Regions from separate parts of the Mus musculus genome. Here region 2 is linked to region 1. A link is a contact called in public HiChIP or PLAC-seq data. All regions are on one chromosome and are shown on one strand. Each heading gives the region's core, a stretch centred on a gene start, on an enhancer-like site or on the middle of the called end of the contact. The rest is flanking DNA. Distances are from core to core; before and after follow the strand shown.

Region 1 (5,670 bases), core at 1,557-4,056:
CAGGGCCACCTTTCGGACAAGAAGAGATGAGCAAAATTTCCGAGGCCGACAAGAATATATATATGAATATAAATACGCTGCAGGTACCCTAAATCATATGCATCCAGTTTATAACTGTGTGCAGACATAAATATATATTTTGCACATACCCATATATGTTTGTGCTATTGCACACATTCTTTTCCAGTCTACACACATATACATTTCGTAGGCCTGCAGCCAGCATCTAAATCCATGTGGGAAAACCAGAGCATGAACTAGAGAAATAAAAACACAGTCAGAATCATTTTCTCAGCAACAGCAACGACTTCAGAGGTGTCAGATGTGTCAAACCCTGTTCCTTGATTAGGAAGCCTTCCAGAGAGCAAAGCTCTTCTTCCTACTTATATAATAGAAGATTGGGAGGCTTTGTCATCTCCTTTGAACCATCTCACATATTAAATAAGCCATTTAACTTAATATGTGCTACCAGACCATAAGTGTGTTAAAAGACCTTTCAACTAGTGTTACCATTTACACATAGGAATCTTTAAAATTTATTCATCTTAAAAAGAATTGAATTGCACTCCCTGGAATAGCCTCACGTGACTCTCCACTTTGTTTGGATATGGGTCCCTGGGTAGTTACAGCCATGCTATGTTCCTTTTGCACATTCCACCAGCTTACAAATAAAATAACACACAGTGTGCTCAATATAAAGTTGTCAACATTATCCTGCATCCCTTGCCACTTGCTTTGCATTGACAAGGTTACAAAGATAAGAATGACAATATCCTTAAAGTGTTCAGACATGACATCAAAACAGTCTGAAGGAATTAAAGCTCGAGAATGCCGGCGGCAATCAGGCTTAGAAATGAAGGGAAATAAAAGTAATTTGTACGTATTTCTGGAATGGCACTACACAATGTCAGGACAGTCTCTAGACTTCACACAGTGCCCATCCGTCTTGTCTCACCATATTTCAGAAGCACTTTAACTAATGCTTCCCTCTAGAGGGATGAAATTCATTACCATTTGCAAATCTGCATATCACAAGAAAGCGGAATAATCAATATCCATTATGTGCACGGACATTATTACTATAAGTCTCCTATCAAGAGTGCAACGCTAGCAAAACAAAAGCAAAGTGTGTTAATCACAACCTAAGTACTAGACAAAATTACTACTTTTCCAGAGAGCAGTCTTCAGCAGACCGCAGCTGCCTCCCACTAGAGCTCCCAGGGACTTCTTCACATCGCCACCTACAAAAGACCCACCACCTCCTTCCTTGGGTTCGTAAGCACCAGGGTCTCTGCCAACAATCCATTTCCCTTCTCCTTTCTTCACCTTCTTCAGATCCCTTAATGACCCTTCACTACTTCCTCCAAAGGACCAAACTCAAACATGCAGCCCAGTTTGCCATGAATCTCCTCTCGTGCATTCGTTTCCTGCATTCTCCTAAAGCTACTTTTAAAAACCACTACCACTGAACAAACATAATCTCAACAAAATTTAAATTTTTTAAAATGTTATAACAGTGGAAGACTGCGGAAGGGGGAGTAAAGCACAATGTGCAATTTGAAGGAATGATACTAGCCGGATTACATACACTGGGATGTGTATGCCATAGAGCTGGGTTTCCCCACCTGTCGACCCCACTTCCCCCATGTGCTCGCTGCGGGATGACAACCACAACACTCCAGAACCACCCCCTCCAAGGAGGCGGGGTTATGAGATCAACCAATCAGAGCCCGCGATCCCGGGTGTCCAACCTATGGGGTGGCCGTGGCCATGCAGGGGTAGGACATAGGGTGGTCCGGGAGGGGCCGCGTCCGTGGGAGGAGTGCACGTGTCCAGAGAGGCGGGGAACCCGCGGGCGTCCAGCTGCCGAGGCGCCGGCCGGGTGTCCAAGTCCGGCTGCCCAGTGCGGTCTTGGACTGGGAAAGGCAGGCGATCGCCCGCAGAGGAAGACCTGTCCTTGTGTCCAGTTCCCAGCGAGAAGGAAAGACACAAATAACAACAATAGTACCTCGCGCAGATCGGGCAGAGAGGAAAGTTTCTGGCCCGCGCCAGAGTAGAGAACGCCAAGGCAGGGAGATGCTATGCAAGACAGGAGGAGGACACTATGGGAAGAACGGAACAACCGGAGGGCTGCGCGGGCAGGACAGGGTCCCGGGTGCGGTCCCCGGGAGGCGAGCGGCGGGGTGCGCTGTCCAAGGTGCAGGGGAGGCGGTTGGTGCGTGGTAGGCGCGGAGCCCGAGCGGACTCTAGCCGGCCAGCGATAAAAAAGAGCGGAGTACATCTGTGTGGGGCGCTGAGCACCCCCGGCTCATAAAAGTGCGGGAGCCCGAGGAGCGTCGGGGAAGGGCGCAGGGGGCTCCCCCACACCGCTGCCTTCCAGCCTCACCTCCAGCTCCGCTCCCCTCCCCCCTCGCCCACTCCCCTCGGTGCCTTGTTCCCCGGCCACGACGGGGGCGGGACCGGGAACCCCCCATGGGCGGCGAGTCCCTACGCCCCGGGGATGCTGCGGGCCGCGGAGCCGCTTACCTGGGGCCGCGGTGCGGGGATTCGAGGCAAGCGAGCGCCGGGCGCGGCGCGGCTCCTCCTTGCCTCGGCGTCTCCTCCCGATCGCGCTTCTGCCGGACTCTGTCCAGGGCGCCGAGCAGCCAGACCCGGCTAGACTGCAGCCTCCGCTCGCGCCGCCGCTGCTGCCGCAGACAGAGGACGCCCCGTGGCGGCTGGAAGCCTGTGTGAGTAGCAGCGCCCGGGAGAGTGGGATCTGCTCAGGGGCGCTGGAGACTCCGCGGCTCGGGGCGCGCGGGCGTGCGCACGCGCGCCTGAGAGTGTGAGTGAGTGTGCGCGCGCGCGCCCAGGAGTGGGGGGAGTCGCGAGGGGCGGGGGAGCGAAGCGGAGAGATGCTCGTAGGGACCGAGGCAAAATTCGTCGCCCCCGGAAATCCGTAAAGCGGTGAAAGGATGGGCGGCCTGTCTGGCCCGAAGAAGCGACTGGCCCGGCGGAGAAACCAGATGAGAGGCGGCGTGGCGCGCTCGAGCTCCGGATCCCGGCCGATCTGGAGCCGGAGGAGCGCTCTGCCACTGATGCTGCACAAGTGGTGCCCACGGCCGAGGATCGCGCTATTCCCTCGGGGGAGGAGCTGAGGCGACTCGCTCGTGCCACTGCTGCCAGTTTGAATTTCTAGGCTGGACGTTCAGGGACTGGTCTTGGTACCCCATGGTTGCCATGGCGACCTTGAAGGCGCCAGGCAGGCGACCGGGGTGCGGGGGGGAACTCGGTGCGTGCAGTGGACTCCAGGATGCTGAGATGCACTGCTCAACCCGGCGCTGTCTAAGGTTGAGCCTGGGCACAGAGGTTTTACCCAGGGTATTAGGATGCCTCAGTGGTGGTTGGGATCGCTCCAGATGAAAATGTTACCTTTTTGTTCTCCTTGGAAGCCACTTTCCCTCAAAGTTAGCCACCTCCATATAGAAGTATTGGCCCTCTCTTTGTTAGGATTCTGCCAACTGTCCCGATACACAAGTAACTCAAAGCAAGCTGAGAACACCTTCATCACCGAGCGCTCTAACACCTTAGAGATTATGACTAAATCCCACTTATCTGTCCTATTCCTGAAAGGTACATCGAGCTGTTGGTATAGTTTTCCATGCTTACTTTAAATAAGCAGACTTTATTCACCCAAGAATTCCTTCCAGGAGTGTAAGGTCCGTGTTGCAGTTGTCATGCTCTTCTTGGCAGGAATCCTCAAGAGCGGGTTAGGGTTTGCACTTTTGCCTGCCCTCCAAGACTTGCACAGCGCCCCTGTACACTGTGTGTTCTCTATAAATGTTGAATGAATGACATTGTTTTCTAGCTTCACATATCCTGAAGGCAGAAACTCAGATGGTGGGAATGTCATTACCATCCCACTAGGCTTGCTTGATTTAAACGTATGCCAGTTCCCTGTGTGAAAGACTATTTTTCCCCTCGGGCTGCCAGGCCCCAGTGCAAAGAAGGAACATAGGAGAAGACTGACCCATTGTGCAAATTTACCAAAAGATTCACGAAAAGAGCACTCAGAAAGGAACTTGGTGGTATAATCTGCCTGAGCAAAGGATAAAGATCCTGGGGACACCTAACCTTCTCAAAAAAGGTCCAAGTCACCGAGTTGCAGATACTTGGCAGTTTCTACACTCCCTTCTACAGAAAAGGATAGGAAAGGAGGTGTTAAATCTGTCTGCCTCTAGATGCTGGTCAGAAGCAAGCTTTTCTCTTGTCAGGAACACTAGGCACTAAACACTGGCCCATACGTTACAAGGTCACTGGGGCTTGCTAATTCTGCTGCTGCTTCAGGGTGGCTTCCTCCAATCTCAGTATTTCCAGTCATCTTCTTAGAAGCAAGAGTTCTCGATTTCACATTCCACGCTCAATTTCAATTCCTTTGAACTCGGGCTCTTCCAATGAGCTGCCTCTCTTGCCAGCCATGATACCACAGCTGTGAACTATAACTGAAATAAAGTGAGAATTAAAAAGGATTTATCTGGGTGCCTCCAAATAAATCCATTTTATGTTTTCTCTTAGGGGGTCCCTTCCAATGACTTCACTGTCATTTCATTTACAGTCTTCTGAAGAGACATTGGCTATCATCTTGGAACTCTTGTTTTGTTAAATGAGAAACTTAGATATCTAAAACGCTGCCTTGAAAAGAATTTCTAAAACTTGGGAGCAGATATGCAGACTGGACCGCCGATAGGCAAACTAGACCACCAATGTAAGACAGTCTTCCAAGACAATTTTCAAATGTTTATAAAATTCTGTTCATTTGCCACATATTTGTCTTACCTACCAGAGTGGAAGAATGCTCTCAAAGCTGCAACTTCTTCAAATATCGTGTCACCACCAACACAAGTGATAAGAAGCCAATGTTTAAGTAGAAGTAGGCACATGGCTATTGCTCTTTACCCACCACTTAAAAGATACACCATACAAATAGAAAGATAAACAATGGAAAGGAGAAATAACAATTTGAGACATTTAATATTTCTGACTGACTTATCAATAACAGTTTCAGAGCCAGCGAGATGGCTCGGCTGTTAAAAGCACTTACTGCTCTTGGAGAGGGCCCAAGCGGTTCCCAGCACCCACTGGCACTGTAGGCGGTCACAAACCACTGTGACTCTGACTCTAGGAAGCTCCAGTCCCTCAGGGCGCTGTGGCACCCGCACCCACAACCGCAAACCTACATGCAAGACACAGACCTGCGCATAATTAAAAGTAATAGTAATATGTTTAAAAGATAAAAGTTTGAGATGTGATGAGGATTAAAATATTGATCTTTAGGCCTCCAGACTATTTAGATAGTAGGCAATAATAGACTGTATAGCGAAGAGACTTGTTCAAAAAGAGAGAAAAGAATCCTTGATGTAATGGCTCTTCTCATTTCCCATAATCCCTCAGGCATAACCTTTAGAAACACAAGACTGTGATGGAACACACCTGAGGACAGACACTTACAGCCTGATCATTCATACACACACACACACACACACACTCACACACACACACACACACACACACACTCACACACACACACACTCACACACTCACACACACACACTCACACACACACACACTCACACACACACATACTCACACACACACACACACACACTCACACACACACACACACACACTCAC
Region 2 (5,670 bases), core at 2,187-4,686, 470 kb before region 1:
CAGGCGACTCAGAAAAAAAAAAGTCTTGCGTGGCTCCCCATCCTAGGTCTTCCCAATGGGCAGGCCTGTGGGGTGTGGCTGGGCTCCTGACACTGTCGAGATTCAGGTCAGGTTTTACATTTCCAATTACACTGTTATCCTCTGCTATCTCCCCCCCCCCCCTTTTCCTCAGAGGAGCAGAAGCAAAAGAAAGAGGTGTTCTGGGTGCTGACTTCCCAGAGCCGGAAAAGTCTGTGGTCCACAATGCTAAAGGATGTGCTGACTGGTCTGAGCAAACTTTGGAGTCCTCGGGGCAAGAGAAGGACAGCCAAGTGCCGCTCTAGGCTGTGGCAGGGCTGGCCAAGGGAGCAGGCTCTTACCACAGCTGTCCTGGCCTCAGAGACAGGAGAGTCTGAGCAGTGAGTGAACAAGGCTCTCTCCACAATGGGTGGTGGCCAGTGGAGGGGAAAGAAAGGCCTTTGCTCCAGGGAGAGCTGGAGAGAAAGTGGAAGTGACCTAGGGGCAGACAGTGCATCCTAGAAACGGGTTTAATAAGGACTCAGTGGACTCTGGGAGTGGGTGCCTAGGTGGATGGGTGAGGCTGGGGGAGGAAGGGATAGGCCTTCCCAAGTCTGTGGACATGCAAGCAGCCACTCCTCCAGTCCACAGCTGCCTCCCCTAGCAAATGATGACTGACTTTTCTTTAGGAATCTTCCCCAGTAAAAGGCATTATTTTCCTTTCCTGATGCATGCTCTACCTTGCCCATGCACACTCGCGCGTGCACACACACACACACACACACACACACACGCACGCACATGGTACCATTTTCTTAAGAAGCACAGCCATCCACCAGTCCTCTATGCCTCTTCTTGAGCTCTGCTTTAGAAACTGATCTCTGGCTCTGCCCAGCCCAGCTGCACTTACTTTGAGAAAGATTACACGCAATCTCATCCCCACTTGGTTCTGAGCAGCCTCTTACTCTGCCTACCCCTCCCCCATGACCCCCTCCACCTCCCCTCCCACTGTAAGAAGTGTCACCTCAGTGTAACAGGGTCTGGAGGCAGATGTCTAATGTGACCTATAAAATGTTCTGCCAGTCTTGTTGTTCATTAGTTTGGGGCACTTGATTTCTGTTAGTCCCCCCTTAATGGCATCTCTGTCAGCGAGAGCTCCCTGTCTCAGCTTCAGCCACTGGCCATGGCCTTCGAGGCATCTCTGCCCTCTGTGCTATGCTCCCTTATTTCCTTAATTTCTCTCCTGGTCTACTCTGGATGCTACCATTTTCTCTCCTGCAACGCAACGACTGAGTGATGTTAAGAGTCCTCCAGGCTAAGTCTCCATTCTCCTGATCCCTGCGCCCTATCTTGCAATACTTTTCTTAGTAGCTATCTTTCCCACCATGACTGGCTTCTGGTTCTCACTCTGAGGAGGTCAGATTGAACTTCTAGAACTAAGCGCCGTTGAACCCTGGCCTTTGGCCTGGTCAGTGCCACGGGAGAGGAGGTCCCTCACATGGGCAACCTCTTCCCAGACTGTTCACAGGCAGCAAGAGTCTCCCTATAAAAATGTGACATACTTGTTCTCCTCTCTGATTAGCAACACAGGGGGACAGTCTTGGCTGTTCTAGAAGAGAGGAAACGTAAGAACTGTGGCCCTGGCCTATACCAGGTCTTTCTGTACCCACCCATTTCAAGTGGCCTTTCCTGCACCAATTGGTGCAGACTGTGAATGCGGCTGATGCGGGCAGTTCGTTACCTGGTCCTTGCAAACTAGACTGACATCACTTCCTCCATTCTCTTGCCTTTGACCAACCTCTTCCTGTACATCACACATTTTGATCTTTGACTATGGCGTTACTTTCTCTCTCTCTCTCTCTCTCTCTCTCTCTCTCTCTCATCCTGTTACCTTGTCTTATCTTGCTCTTTCCCTTCCCACCTACCACAAAGAACCATTGACCCTCATGTTAAAATCCCTCTCCATCCTTTGTACCTCAGAATCCCCCGTGTAGTGGTTTGATAACAGGACTGGACATTAGCTCAGAGCATGGCTATGCGTACCAGGTTCCCCAGGTGATCCTGTGTGTAGCCCAGCCTAGGTTGTTCATCTATACCTCCTGTTAATAATTTCTGCTATTACAGTGCAAGGTATTTTCAACTTGCCATAAATCCTTTTATTGAATCTTTCCCCATAATCTTATTTAGAAGAAAAAGAAGAGGAGGAGGAGGAGGAGGAGGAGGAGGAGGCGGCGGAAACTAAGAGTAAGCTGCCCTTAAGAAATCTCATGCCAGGCGTGGTGTCGTATGCCTTTAATCCCAGCACTCGGGAGGCAGAGGCAGGCGGATTTCTGAGTTCGAGGCCAGCCTGGTCTACAAAGTGGGTTCCAGGATAGCCAGGGCTATCCAGAGAAACCCTGTCTCAAAAAACCAAAAAAAAAAAAAAAAAAAAAAAAAAAAAAAAAAAAAAAAAAAAAGAAATCTCATGGCTGAAGAAGGGATAAGCTATCCCAGAGACAATGCTAAGTTGCACCAAGGAGTCTGACTTGTTCTGGCCTCCATGCTGGTCTGCACTCCACTGGGGACACCAGTTCTTGGTCTCGCATGTTCCTTTCTCAGCTGCTCTAAAGCCTTTGTCACCTGAACAACAAATATTCTTTTCCAAACAGCCTCCAGGTGAGTCTGGCCCTCCTCAAGCTCACAGAATGCAGAGTCTGTGCAGAAGATCGGGGGAGGACTGTTAGAACGCTGGGTGTTTCTAAGTTCAGTCTTCTAAGAACACTGCTTTCTAGTGCCAGAGTGTGAGCTCCCAAGAAACCTGGCTTGGACAGCTCCATCTTCTCCGAGTCCTTGGCCAGGAGGAGCAGGGTGCATTTTATAAACTGTCTGCATGGCCACTTTAGCTGCCTTTCTTCCATTGAACAGAGTAGTTCAGGCATTAAAACTCTTTTCCTATTGGGTATGATAACAACTTTCCCTGAATCCTCACCCAGACAGGTGGGTTTTTTTTTTTTTTTTTTTTGAGTTTCTGATGGGTATAATTTTTCAGATACTAATGTTCCACTCTCCCCACAAAGGCCCTTGCGAGTGCTGAATCCCCAGTTCAGCACAATTAATCACACACTAAATGCTTTTAAAGTGTGCTACTTTATTTTTTTTAATTGAGAACTAGAGCTGTTTGGGCAAGTTTATTAGGTGACCTTGATTAAAATAAAGAGGTCAGAAGTGGAACAGGCTTCAAACCCAATCAATGGTATTCTTTTTACAAAAAAAAAAAAAAAAAAAAAAAAAAAAAAGGAAAAAAAAAAGACTTCCTTCCAATTAAGCAGGAATTAGCATGAAATATTTTGTTTCTGAGAGGTTAAAAGAATTCCTTGGAGGAGGCCCTCTCTTGTTACTCGGCTTCTTATTGAACACAAGAGAAAGTGCTGTGGAGAGCTTCTATAAAGGGCTTTGTTAACACAGGGCTGATGATCCGGCATCAATTAGAATATTCCTTAGGAGCCTAAATGTTACATGGCAGGGGCTGAAAGAAAGAGTCTAATTTAAATGTTAATTTCTATTTGAAAAGCCCAAGGACCTAGCAACTTTCACACTCCCCCCCCTCAAAAAATTTAAAAAAAAAATCAACTATAGATGTATTTTTCATCTGTGGTAATTTTACCCTACCTCTCATTTCAACCTCGCTGTTCTTTGTCAGCTTCGTCCTTTACCTTCCCCTGTTTGCTCAGGATTTAATGACCTGAAAGGACAGCTCATTCATTCAACCCCGCGGAGTTACATATGGAGCCTCTGATACACAGTTAGGAAAGCGGAATGCCACAGAAAAGAGGGGAAGTAGTCTGGGGGACTGCCTCGTACTTCTGAGGAGCAGTGGATGTGAGAGAAATGCCATCATTCTCTGTACACCCCGCCTATACTGCCGTCCCTGTCGCTACTGGAGTGCAGGTGACATGGACTCTGTGAAGGAGAGAGGCACTAGTGGGTCAGAGATGGAAAGGTGGAGGGGCAGGACGAAAGCTCAGGAGGTAAAGAAAGGGCTTGCCTTGTGAACATGAGGCCCTGAGTTTTTATCTCTGAGAACCTATGTTAAAACAAGCAAACAGAGAGGTATTTCACTGCATGCCTGTGACCCCTACACATGGGGAGACATAGATGGTTAAATCCTTGGACCTCTCTGGCTAGCCAACCAGCCCGGCATACTGGGTGAGGTTTATGCCAGTGGAGGGTGGAGGTGAGGGGCAAACAAACCAAAATGGATGATGCCTGAGGACCAACTGCCAAGGTTGTCCTCCGGCCTCTATGTGTACATGTGGGAAGCCACATGTGCCGTTGCAGGGTGGCGCTGGCCACCACACATACATAGGCAGTAAAGTTTTTTGCCAAGAAGAGGTTTTGAGAATTAACCAATCAGATGAGAGACAAGTTAACCAATCAGATGAGAGATAAGTTAACCAATCAGATGAGAAAGAAGTTAACCAATCAGATGTGAGACATGCAAATGAGGTGGTAAGCATAACCCATGCATAACCAATCCGGGTGTGAGACATGCCTCTCCTAGGCCTATATAAGCAGCACCAGTTCTGGGCTTGGGGTCTCTTCGCCTCTGCAATCAAGCTCTCCCAATAAACGTGTGCAGAAGGATCCTGTTGTGGAGTCTGCTTTGCTGGCGAGTAAGGGCACGCACAAGATGTACACTTATACAGACAGAGTTGGGGGAGGGGGTTGGAAGCCTGATACCAATTCTCAGACATCAGACTTGGGACAAATCATGAAATGTCCCTGAGATCTCAGGGTCCTTATCTGAAAAATATAAAAATATTGTGAAGTATATGAAAATCATAGTCTTTGCTTTCATCATCTTTGGCTCAAGATGAAGATTTAAAATGTCCCTCTGAGAGATAAGAAATTAGTTCTTAGTTGTAGTTTCTTATCTGTCCAATAAGCCCACTGTAAACAATGCTGGGGCACCTGGAGAGAAAAGGACCCTGTAGTGGGCACAAGGGTGAGAGGCTCTCCCTTCTCAGGAGGGCCCGCCCTGTATCAGCTTAAATGCCCACAAAGGTTTCTCTGGTGTTCACAAAGTTGAGTTGAGCAAACATTTTTCAGACTCTCTCATTGCTCCCCGTTTCTCGGCTGGCTTTTGGTAGTAACTGTGACTGCACAGCAAAGCACAACTGTGTGGATTCTCTCCTAGGGAAGGGAGGACTGACAACAGGCTGTAAAGATTTTCTAGAATTTATGAGCAATACTTTCACTTCAGGGACCGAGTCTTAATTAGTCTTATAAGACGACGTTAGTAATTTCCCCTTTAATCTGGCACTTCCAGACAAAAGCCCTGGTCCCAGACACACTGTAAGGATTCAGTAAATGTTGTTAAATCTGTCACTGCTTTGTATTGTGACAATGCGTAAGATAATTCACAGAGGCAAGGAGCTGAGGCCAGGGAAAGGCGTGGTTTCCAGAATTACACAAACCATACTAGAAGAATCCGGTATGAAGATAAGATAGAAACTGGTCAGTAAGTCACTACGACAAGAAAGAAAGCTCATGTCTTGCCCTGCAAAGACTAGGCCAAATAGATCAGATTTCACCTCACGACTCATAATTACAGTAACTCAACAAGATCCATTATTGACTTCTTATATTTATTAAACAATTCAGCTTATTATTGGGGGCACAAAGACTCAATAT

What was found. HiChIP or PLAC-seq counts read pairs in DNA pulled down with a chosen protein or histone mark.
Region 2: a contact with region 1 is called in an H3K4me3 HiChIP or PLAC-seq map of embryonic forebrain, with 6 times the contacts expected there. The contact joins the enhancer-like site here to the promoter of Enox1 in region 1. A contact is called at or near these places in 16 of 39 promoter capture datasets (the 3T3-L1 cell line, 3T3-L1-derived adipocytes, the C10 cell line and 10 more), 1 of 15 datasets of contacts at CTCF or cohesin (the NIH/3T3 cell line), 6 of 484 Hi-C or Micro-C datasets (the HL-1 cell line, the N1E-115 cell line, brain and 3 more), 15 of 115 datasets of contacts at active chromatin or transcription factors (SST interneurons, astrocytes, bone marrow-derived macrophages and 11 more) and 1 of 9 other capture datasets (liver).

Annotation. Positions count from the first base shown.
Region 1 is chr14:77,153,899-77,159,568 of GRCm38.p6, reverse strand. Enox1 (ecto-NOX disulfide-thiol exchanger 1) reads right to left here and starts at 2,806. Exons shown (of 19, transcript NM_172813.3): 1 at 2,527-2,806.
Region 2 is chr14:77,625,032-77,630,701 of GRCm38.p6, reverse strand. All of the region lies in intron 13 of Enox1 (ecto-NOX disulfide-thiol exchanger 1), which reads right to left. Among named protein-coding and RNA genes, the nearest start is that of Gm52115, 31 kb to the right of the region's middle. Within about 2 kb of position 3,436, at least 14 of the 459 cell types and tissues checked have an H3K27ac peak or open chromatin away from gene starts, as enhancers often do. A contact at or near this core is called in embryonic basal ganglia, embryonic forebrain and embryonic stem cells, where this site is marked.